2 separate regions of the Sus scrofa genome follow, and region 1 is linked to region 2. Evidence: chromatin contacts called from public Hi-C data. All regions are on one chromosome and are shown on one strand. The core of a region is the stretch at or near the end of the contact, and the rest is flanking DNA. Distances in the headings are between cores, read along the strand shown.

Region 1 (5,586 bases), core at 526-3,025, 1.1 Mb after region 2:
CTTCCTCTTGTCTCTGTTAAGTGCTTTTAGACTCTTCAGCTTTAAAACACCAAAATTCTACAAGATCTACAAAGTTAAGAAAAAGTAAAAGCAGCACTGGTTTTACTTTTTAAAAAATAATGGCAGAAAAATACAAAATGGTTTGTAACTTGCAATGTAATAGTTCCAGAACTGAATTCCTAAACCGTTGCAGCCTACCCAGCCAGGGTTATATCAGTGCAGACCTGGATACTGTATTTATAATATAACTGTCTCCTCTCAAATCAGTCCTCCACCTGCTCCTCCCCATTCTCCTTCAATCTCTCTTCTGTTTGTTTTAACCCCAGCAAATGGTTGTATGCATTGTAAGCTTAATAATCAAATCATTTTAAGAGATGCGTTTTCAATCAAGTGTATCACCTACTTTACCACATTTCTCCCAAGTGGGTGAATTTTCATTAAGAGAATAAAAATATCAGTTCAAAAAGTCAGAAAAAGAAATGTACCAGGCCTATTTTTTGTTTTGCATGCTTAAAAAACAAAACGGAAAGATGTTTCCTAACCTCCTCCCTTAGGAACACGAATGCGTTACCCACCCAATAAAAAAACAATTCCGCCGGTTCATTTTCCTGCTACACAACAGCTTCGTCGTCAAGGCCCTTCCTAGTCCATTCTTCATCGTCATCTAGTAATTTTATATTGATCACCTTGGCAAGGCTTGGACAGGCACTGTCCTTGTCTTCCAGAAGCTTTACATTCTCCAAATAAATAAAAACTCTGCTACACACTAAAAAACAAAGATTCTATGACTCGGGATACAAATCCCACATCTTCCCGCCCTGTGTTAGGCAGCTGCTAATTTTTCCTTCCCTTGCATAAAATGAAGGGACACATACCAAAGACCACATTTGAATCTCAGGACAATGAAGTCGACAGGAAGCCACTTTCTCCTCCCCCGGTTTACTACCAAGCTACAGCCTGCGCGGGTGCAGTCGCCTGGCGGGGTGCGTGACACCACGTCTTCTACGCCCTCCCACCGCGTCCAAAAGGCTCCTCGCCGGACCCCCCAAATCACCCCACACCCCCAAAACAACCACACAATAAGGATCGACACCGAGCTGCTCGGACCGGGAAATATCCCTTCACCAGCGGCAGCGCAGCCATTCCCTCCACTGCTCCGCCCGCACCCCTGCACACTGCTTGGGCGGAGCGGCTGCACAAAGCCGGGAGAGCCCAGACGACTCAATACGTGGACACAAGCGGGGAAGCCGGGCCGCAGGACTGGGGGACGCGGGGGGGGAGGGGAGGGGCGGCCCCGCCGGGTCCCGGGTCCGGGGCGGGGGCAGCGCGCGGAGCCTACGGGAAGCGCCCCTCGCCGCCCAGCCCGCACCCCGCCCGCCGCGGGCCGCGCCCGAGCCCCGGCTGCAAACCGGAGGAGCAGGATGTGGGAAGACGGCGGCGACGGCATCAGAGTGCATCACTTACCCCTCACTGCTGAGAGGCACCGGACCGGGGGGCGGGGCGCGCCGCGTCCCGTGAGTCTCTCGCCAGCTTCCTCCCCCACCCCGTCGTCGTCGTCTTCGTCGTCGCCGCCGCCGCCGCGATCGAGCTCCTGGCCCCTCCGCGCCGCTGGGCAATAACGTTATTCCACACACGCTCCGCACATAGCGGTAACGGCAAGGAGCGGCCGCCCAGTGCGCAGGCGCCAGGGGAGAGGGCGAAGAGCCCGGCCCTACCCCTGCTCCGGCCCAGTCCCGGCGAACTTCTACTGCGCAGGCGCCAAGCACAGACAATGAAAAGGGGTTGTGTGGGGGGTCTCACCCACAGGCCTCGCCAGCTGCCGACTGCGCAGGCGTACACCAAAGACCTGCTTCAACAATGAGGAGGACTGGGCTTTAGCTGGGACCGCAACCCGTAAGGACTACATTTCCCAGCGGGCAGTGCGTCAACTCCTCCAAACTGAGGTCGGGTGGCCAGCTGGGTGTGCTAAAATTTGTAGCGTCAGCCGCTTTCACAATTTAGGCTGTTTGGGAGATTCAGAGCTTCTTTTTCCTGAGAATTTATTTGGCGGTGTTGGCAAAAGTTGTGGCTGAAGAGTGTAGAATTTATTTGCGTTCTTGAGACGCCTCAAGGGTCAACTGCATTCTAGCGAACTTAAAAGAATCAAGGCGTTCAGTGAGTGCTTTCTGTCAGATGGTCCAAACACACGATGGGATGGAGGCAGGACCAAGACAGGCAGCGCTACAGAAATGGGCGGAGCCTCCAAACGGTCTCTTGGCGACCAGATCTGGCAGCCAAACTGCTGAAGCGTGAGCTTGGAGCGCGTTGCCCTCTGGGAATTGTAGTTTGTTTGGGAGGGCGCCTGGGAACTTGAGACAGTAATCCCGGAACACGAGGACTACAATTTCCGAGGTCCACCACAAGGGCCCGTGGGTGGGAAGAGGCCCGGCTGGCTGCGTCTGGGATTCCGCGCTCCGGGTTGACAGCCGCGGCAGGAAGCGGGTGGGCGCCTGTGGGGCGCTGGGGCCTCTTATTCTCGGAGAGGAGAACCCTGGACACTACCCCACGCAACTCCCGTCTCTGAGCTCCGAGTGTGTGCATGGCGAAATCTTCGGAGAACTCTACCCTGGAGGAGATTCTGGGGCAGTATCAACGGAGTCTCCGGGGTGAGTTGCTCCGAACCTTTGCCCTAACCCCTTAATACCAGGGTCTCGTGGACGGGAGCTGACCAGGTGCATTTCCTAACGGCTTGGTTCGGCCCAAGCCAGAGTGCAGAGGAAGAAGCTGGATGTTGCTGTGATCTTTGAGGGAAGGCTAAATAGTTATTACGGTTAAGCAGCATCGCTTCCCTTGATTCCCATAGTTCCCATAGTTACCTGAACCAACTCCCTGATCTTGTCTTGGGCATCTTTTTCACCCGACGCCCGCAAAATCTCTAGGACGCTTCTATGAGTGTCGCCCACTTCCCCTACATCTCTCTTTTTAATCCAGTACATTTCTGATGCGCTCTTTTTACACATTCGAATTATAGTATGCTGGGTTGGATGTGATTTATTGGACAAGGAAAAAACACACTAATAATTATTTTAGTCACAACAGCTTCTATTTAGCGGCCCAGGCTATTTACACACATTAAATCACTTAAAACTTAACAACAGTCTTATGAGTGACCCTCTTCTACACCTGGGGACCTGGTGCAAGGAGGTTAAATTAGGCCAAAGCCGACCCAGCTGGTTAGTGGCAGAGCCTGGTATTAATTCAGTCAGGCTTGTCTGCCTTAAAAGCTTAAAAGCCTATGTTTTTTCTTTCTCCCTTTCTTTCTGTCTTCCTTCCTTGCTTCTTTCTTTCTTCTTTCTGCCACACCTGTGATCTGTGACGTGTGTGTAAGTTCCCAGTCAGGGATTGAACCCATGCCTCAGCAGCCACCTGAGCCACTGCCATGACTCTGTTGGATCCTTAATCCTTAAAAGTTTCATTAAGGAATATTAGAGGTCCCACTGTGGTGCAGTGGGCTAAGAATGACTGTGGAGGCTCGGATTGCTGTGTAGGCAAAGGTTCATTAAGGGATCCTTAACCCACCTGGCCTCCACCGTGGGTTAAGGATCCCTTGTTGCCACAGCTGTAGCACAAGTTGCAGCTATGGCTCCGATTCAATCCCTGGCCTGGGAACTTCCATATTGCCACGAGTGGGGCCATTAAAACATTTTTTTTTTAGGATTCATTATTCTCCTAGACGTCATTCACTCTATTTTCTGTTCTTTTGCATTTCTTAAACCTCTTGGTTTTAACGTTTATGACCATTATTTTTACCAGAGTAATAAAAAGCCAGTAGAACTCCATTTTTTATTCCCTACAACCATTGAGGTAAAATGAGCAAAAGACAGGGTTTAACAGCTAAAAAAGGGATATTTTATAAGTAAACAGTCAAGCCTGAAGTAATGTAGAACCAAAACAATGGTTTAGTGTTAGGCGATTGTAGGGGTGTTTTCAGATGGTAAACAGGTTTGGACAGAAAAAAGAGATAAAGTTATAAAGTTAATCACGCTTTTGAGATACTAAGAATAATTGTATTATCTCTTTGAGATGTTTAAAAGACTTAAACCAATCATTTCACCCGTTTGTGCTAAGGTCTTCCACCTTTTCATTTAGTGGTACTCCTCAGAGGCCAAAAAGTAGGGACGGTACCTTGACATGCACTTGTGTACTTGCTGAAGCAACCTTGATTATGGGGGAGCTTCATTAAAACCCGCTGGGATAGTAATAGCAGTGACCACCTAAGGGAGTTATAGAAAGTGGCCTTAGAGTACAGCTATTGTTTCACGTACTTAGGTCTGAAAACAAGTTGAAACTAACTATGAATTCCAAGCTCTTTTTTTTTCCCCCCGCTTTTTGCTTTTTAGGGCCGCATCTGCAGCATATAGAAGAAGTTCCCAGGCTTGAATCGGACCTATGGCCACTAGCCTGCACCGCAGCCACAGCCATGTAGGATCTGAGCGAGCAGCGTCTGCGACCTACACCACAGCTGGTGGCAACGCCGTATCCTTAACCCCCTGAGTGAGGCCAGGGATCGAACCTGCATCCTCATGGATCCTAGTTGGGTTTGTTGACCGCCGAGCCACAGAGGGAACTCCCCCAAGTTCTTAATTATGGCGGCTTTAACACCTGGGTCAGAAGCACCTCCTCACAGTAGTGATGGCCCGGGTTTGTACACTGCCCACCACGGTGGCAGACTAGCCCATTGTCCTGCCCACTCTTCATTAAGACATGGCCGTAGTTAAAATGTAGTAATGTGGGAAGTCTCTCTTCAGGACTGAACAACAGCTCTCATGTTATTACTTTAAGTCAGCAGTTCTCATCTGGGGTGACTGTTTTCCACCCAGGAGATGATTGGTCATGTCTAGATGCATTTTTGGTTGCTGCAGCTGGCAGGGAGGAGTCCGCTGGATCTAGGGCGCAGAGGCCAGTGATGCTGCTCTACAAACACAACACATGCCTTTACAGTCAAGAATTACCAGGTCCGGAGTTCCCGTCGTGGCGCAGTGGTTAACGAATCCAACTAGGAACCATGAGGTTGCGGGTTCGGTCCCTGCCCTTGCTCAGTGGGTTGACGATCCGGCATTGCCGTGAGCTGTGGTGTAGCTTGCAGACGCGGCTCAGATCCAGCATTGCTGTGGCTCTGGCGTAGGTTGGTGGCTGCAGCTCTGATTCGACCCCTAGCCTGGGAACCTCCATATGCCGCGGGAGCGGCCCAAGAAATAGAAAAAAGACAAAAAAAAAAAAAAAAAAATTTACCAGGTCCAAATGTCAATGGTGCTGAAATTGAGAACCATGATCTAGAAGTTGCAAGGCTTTGCTCATAGCATTTGCTCTGCGAGAATCGTACTTGAAAATAATGGCAATTAAGGATACAGATTGTATTGGCTCGTAATTTTGCCTAAGTTCTGTCAGTGTGGCTAAGCTTACTTCTTTATCAATGGAAAGTGACAGATGCATAAACCCTCTCAGTTGGTGCCAGAAAAATACCAGGTGTGTCCTTCATGATGCTCAGGGCCGATCTCCTTGATTTGCCAGCATCCATACATCATTAGTGATCTTCGAGACACTGCT
Region 2 (5,654 bases), core at 3,126-5,625:
ATACAACTTTGAGCAAAAATCTCATTGAAACAATCTGGATTTGGTAATTTCTAATGGCCCTCTGATGTTGATAACCTATGAAATTATTATCTGATAATGCATGAAATTTTACGTTAGGCAGATAAACATTAAAAGTCAATGATCAGGAGTTCCCATCGTGGCTCAGCGATAACAAACTTGACTAGTATCCATGAGGGCTCGGGTTCGATCCCTGGCCTTGCTCAGTGGGTTAAGGATCAGGCGTTGCCCTGAGCTGTTGTGCAGATCACAGATTCGGCTTGGATCCCTTGTGGCTGCAGCGTAGGTTGGCAGCTATAGCTCCAATTTGATCCCTAGCCTGGGAACTTCCATACAGCATGGGTATGGCCCTAAAAAGCAAAAAAAAAAAAAGGCAATTACCAGCAACTTAAAAAAAAATTCTTAATACAATGATGGAATTGCAGCCTGATATTTACATAGAACAAGTCATCCAAAAGAATGGAGAAATATTTTCTCTACTGTCACATATTACTCTTATTTGCACAGCTAAACTAAATTACTTGATGTCCAACAAAGTGTTGGCAGTAGCAAATACTTGGTATGAGTTAAAAGTTTATTGCGTATTTTTACACATGATCCTCACAACAGATGAGGAAACTGTGGCTTGGATAGTTTAAGGTCTTGGTTCCTGGATGTATGGATAGCAAAGTCACGTCAGGGGTCAGGATGCACATTTACATCTTCTCCCTCTGAATTCAATGCTTTTTCTGTTTTAACTCCCTGCTTGCAAAAGTGCTTCACGTGGTCAAGGAAATTCTCAGGAGAATGTTCCTTTAAGTCACATGCTGGAAGGGTTGATCCTATTGCATCTGCCTTGAGGCTGGTCTAGAATGGGATGTGGCTTCCTCCAGCTACTTCTGACCTCTGAGCTCCTGATGGTTGGGGAGGAATTTGAGGGCTGACATGAAGTTGGGAGGGACCGTCTTAGATCACCTCTTCTCTTGGAAGTAGACAATACGCAGGTTTGAAATATGCCAGCAAAGGAAAGAAATGATTTTAATTAAATGAAATTAATGAAGACTCTTGGTTTTTAAGGACTCCAATGGTTATCGAATGGCTTGTTGAAATTTCTTCTGTACAACAAATGGTTTCCAAATCAGCTGCAATTATACTCAAGTCTGCCAAGTTTGGTCTGCACACGTCACTTTGTCCTTTAATGTTTCCGTGACGTGACTCTATCTCTATAGTAGGACTGTGTGTCACGCTTTGAAATCTTTATGATCTTCTAATTAACAGATTTTTTTTTCTTTTAATGGCCTCACCTGCAGCATATAGAAGTTCCATCCCAGGTTAGGAGTCAAATCAGAGCTGCAGCTGCCGGCCTACCACAGCCACAGAAACTCCAGATCCGAGCCCGTATCTGCAACCTAAGCCACAGCTTGCGGCAATGCCAGATCCTTAACCCACTAAGTGAGTTCAGGATTGAACCCTCATGGATACTAGTTGGGCTGGTTTCACTGAGCCACAACGGGAACTCCTTAATGCTCATTTACAGGATGGGTATTATGCCATCCCTGGAAATGTAGCAGGGAACAGAAAAAATGACTCTTCACTTAGCAAGCTTGTTGTCAACTGGAAAAAACAAGGTTGGGGTATGACTTGTTATAACCAATAATCTGTATAAAAGTGATGAAAATGTAACCTCTGCAAACATCTTGAATGTAGCTGTTAGGATAGAGGCGTTGCTTCTATTTTAAACAGACAAGCTCTATTTTGCTGTTGTTGTTTTTGTTGCTAAAATATCAAGTTTTACCCCATTACTTTGCGAAACAAATAAGATCTAATTCAGAACATTTCAATGAGGTTCTAAATTCTCTGAAATCAGAGAGTTCCCATCATGGCTCAGCGGAAACAAATCTGACTAGCATCCTTGAGGATGCAGGTCTGATCCCTGGCCTCACTCATTGGGTTAAGGATCCGGCATTGCTGTGGCTGTGGTGTACGCTGGCGGCTACAGCTCTGATTCCACCCCTAGCCTGGGAACCTTAACATGCCGTGGGTGCGGTCCTAAAAATAAAATAAAATAAAATAAAATAAATTCTCTGAAATCAGATGGCTGTCTGTTGTTCCCAGGATGCTGGGTTGGTTCTGAAATATCACCTCTTGAATAAAATGTTCCAAATGGAAGCATGAGGGTCCATACTAGTTATTATCATTTTCTAGGCCGTTAAACAAAATAACTAATGATGGATCACATAGGTAGAACACTAATGAAATCCTGCGCTGGGCACATACTTCTTTTTAATCTTTGCAACAGCTCTGCAAGGAAAAGAAGTAGCACTATCCTTTCTTTTTAGATGAGAAAACAGGCTGAGAGAGTGAAGTAATTCGATTAAAGTCATGATGCCAGAAAGTAGTGAAATGGATTAAAACTTACTTTTGTCTGGTTCCAAATAACCGTGTTCTTTCCACTACACAGGGCTTCCTCCAAGCTTTGAAGCCTGTTTACCAGTCCATTCTGTGGAACGCTAATGAGGCAAAATGTTTCACAAGCATAAACAGATTCAGTCCATGGTCAAGTAACTTTGGGAAATGCCAAGCATATTAAAGGCAGTGAGGTATTACGTAAAAGAACTATTTAATTTTATTTAATCAGCTTTTCCCCCAACTCATTTGACAACTAAACTCAGATTTTTTTCCCCATTTTAACTCTTATTAACATCTCTTGAAACTAAAACAATTTGGCATATGCTTAATGACTAAAAAGAGGAAAAAGGGATGAATGAGAGATTTTAAAGTGGAAATGCAGTTTACAGAGCAGTTGAAAGTAAAAAAAAAAAAAAAAAACCCTAGCAAATATGAAGGAAGCATTAACAAAGTATAATGCTTTTTTTAATGTGTTAAAAAAAGTATAAAGTTTCCTCTTGGTATAGTTGAGATGTGGGTGGTGGGTGGATGGAGGGGGGTCAGAGGCAAAAGGGGAAACATATAAAATAATACACATAGCATATTTTCAGTGCAAGTTCTAAGTAATTAAAGTGGACTGAAGTTGAAGGGAAGATTTGTAAGAAAAAAGAGACTTAGCTGGACCATTTTCAGTGGGAGATACTGAAACATAAAATCCTGTTTGGAGGAAAGTGAAGAAAAGATTCTTGGGAACTATGTAGGGAAATACTGTAGTACAGGTCCAGATAATCTAGAAAGTCGTACAGAAAGCATACCAGCATTCTGTCAGTAATGATGGAAAGAAAGATTAAAATTTGAGAGATCATTTCAGAAAGTCATTTAATACGGATAAGTATGATGAGACAGATTTTAAAATTTTACAACTGGCAGGGCCCTTAAAGTTAACATATGTCTAATAAATCTGTTGAACCTCTAATCCAGTCATCCTTACTCTACAGATCTGACAACTGAAGTCCAGAGAGGTTATTTGATTTTCCTTAAGTCACACAGCTCATTAGCAGCACACCTGAGTTGAGAACTCACTGTCTTCAGACTACTAAGTACAGCACCCATGAACTGAGAATAAATTGGGAACAAAGAAAGGAAGTGTAGAATGGGAGGGAGGCAAGGACTTGAATTAGCACATCTGACTGCGGAGTAGTTTCTGTTTGAAGAAGTTTATTTGAAAAGTGTTGGGTGCTGGGACTAACTTCAAAGATACTAATAACAAATAAAAGAAATTCCACAATGAAACCCCAGGGTAACCAAACATGCAAGACTGATTTGGGGTAAAATTTTAGATAAAATTTGGGGTAAAAGATTAGACTAGGCATCGAGAACACCTTTGGCCACAAAAGCACGCTCGGATATTCAAAAATATCTACAGGAGGGGAAAAGAAGTGTTTCCCGATAAGCCAGGTGCCCACTTTCGCAGGGAAAGCCCGAGCGGGAGAACGAAAAACGCCAAATGCAAAGATTATCACTTGGCCGCCAGCAAACAGCGCCAGATGATAACACCACGACTCTCCCGCCACAGAAGACACCCTAGCAATAGGGAGCCCGCCGCTGCTCCAGATAAAGACTACCACTCCGGATAAAGACTACCACTCTCGACTCCGCGCGGCTCCCCGGGTTAGGTGGCCAGAGAAGTTTACGCGCAAGGCATTATGGGATTTGTAGTCTTTTCTTCCCCTCTCGGCTTTGGGAGGCGGAGAGATCCCATTTTATGTAAATGACTTGCCCTTCCCGACCGGCTTCCCTTTCCTCCTCTTCCCTCCCCCAACCTCATTTCATGGAGTTTGAAAATTCCCGCAGAGCTGGCGCCCAAGGTCGAACACTCGCGAGAATTCGGGCTCCGCGCCGCGATCTCCCTTCCTTTTCCCACCTCTCTCCGCCCTCCCCCGCCCCTCTCCGCTCCACCCCTCCCTTCCCCTCCCGTCCCCTCCCCTCCCCTCCCCTCCCCTCCCGGGCGTGTGGAACTCGGTCTGCCTGCCGGGGCTAATGCGCAAAGCCGGGCCGGCGCAGCCGGAGCGGAGGAGGTAGAGTCGCGTGGGTGAAGACCCGGAACCGCAGCGCAGGCAGCTGCTGCGTTTTTGTCGCTGAGCAGTCGGCCGCCCCAGCAGCCCGCGAAGGCGCTCGCGGGGGGTGTGGATCTGAGGTGGCCGGGGAGGTCGCAGGCGGAGGCCCGCGAGCCGAGAGGCAACTTCCGTGGGGCGGAGGTGCGTGCGCCCTGCCGGCGGCGGCCGTGTCTCCCGGGAGATGCTGTGACGGACCCGCGCGGGAGGAGCTCGCGCCTCGCCTCGCGCCCCCTGGACTCGGCAGCAGCGGCGGCTCGGTCACCCGCCGTTCTTAGGTAGGGGGAAGGGAAGGCGGGGGTTGGGCCGGCGCGCGGAGGGCGGGTCGGCGCGGCCTGGGCCGCGAGCAGCGGCCGGGCTTCTCCCGCCGCGCCTGTCCGCGGGCCCTCCCCTCCCCGCGCCGGGCCTAGGCCGGGCTTGTGGCCGCCCAGCGAGCCACAGGGGCTGGGCTGCGGAGCTGCCTGGCTCGTGGAGCGGGCTCGAGGGGGCGAATGCGGTCGTTGGCGGGTGCGGCGCGCTCCAGAGCTCCGAGCGTTGGTTATATAACCTCCTTCTCGGCGGAGCGGCGGCACATGGCGACGGAGAGGCGCCTCGGGGTCTACACCCCGCTCCTAGCGCGCCTACAGCCTTGTCCTCATGTTTCCCAGGCGGTCCTGGACTGCGACCCCTTTTCCCTCCTGCCCTCCGGGGCGGTTGAGACCTTGGCCGGCCTTCCCCTGGCGGAACCGGCTGGTACTCTCAGTCTGTCTTACGTTGGTGTCTGCTCCACATGCTCCCGGGCCTGGCTCGGGTGAGTCTGGGGCGGGGAAGAAGTTATGACTCGTGATTTGAAAAGTGCAGTGAATCGGTCAGATACAGGAGATTTAAATCATTGTACATCTTGGAGTGGGTATTCGTTTGCCGTGCTTGTCCCCACCTGGAAACTTGAGGGCGATTATTTTTTAGTTACCCCTGACTGTTTGGGGGCCGTGGGGAGGTTAATTTGTTCTCAAAGCCAACGTGGTTCAAACTAGCCGTTATTATCTTTTTTCTAAGAGGCAGTTTGAGAAAATATTTGATAAGAACCTGAGTCCTTTAGGATAAATTGTGGGTCTCTTGGAAACTCTCAGCTTCAGTTTATTCTTAGAATATTCTAAAGTGCCAGTAGATGTTAAG

What was found. A called contact is a pair of places that touch in the nucleus more often than the background predicts.
Region 1: a Hi-C map of skeletal muscle shows a contact between it and region 2, with 8 times the contacts expected there. The contact joins the promoter of SDCCAG8 here to the promoter of AHCTF1 in region 2. A contact is called at or near these places in 2 of 47 Hi-C or Micro-C datasets (blood and skeletal muscle) and 1 of 2 datasets of contacts at active chromatin or transcription factors (alveolar macrophages).

What each region holds. Positions count from the first base shown.
Region 1 is chr10:16,189,403-16,194,988 of Sscrofa11.1, forward strand. It overlaps SDCCAG8 (serologically defined colon cancer antigen 8), which reads left to right and starts at 1,776. Exons shown (of 16, transcript XM_021064181.1): 1 at 1,776-2,645. The coding sequence starts at 2,579. CEP170 (centrosomal protein of 170 kDa) reads right to left here and starts at 1,875. Exons shown (of 20, transcript XM_021064150.1): 1 at 1,465-1,875.
Region 2 is chr10:15,037,793-15,043,446 of Sscrofa11.1, forward strand. It overlaps AHCTF1 (protein ELYS), which reads left to right and starts at 4,376. Exons shown (of 37, transcript XM_021064442.1): 1 at 4,376-4,777.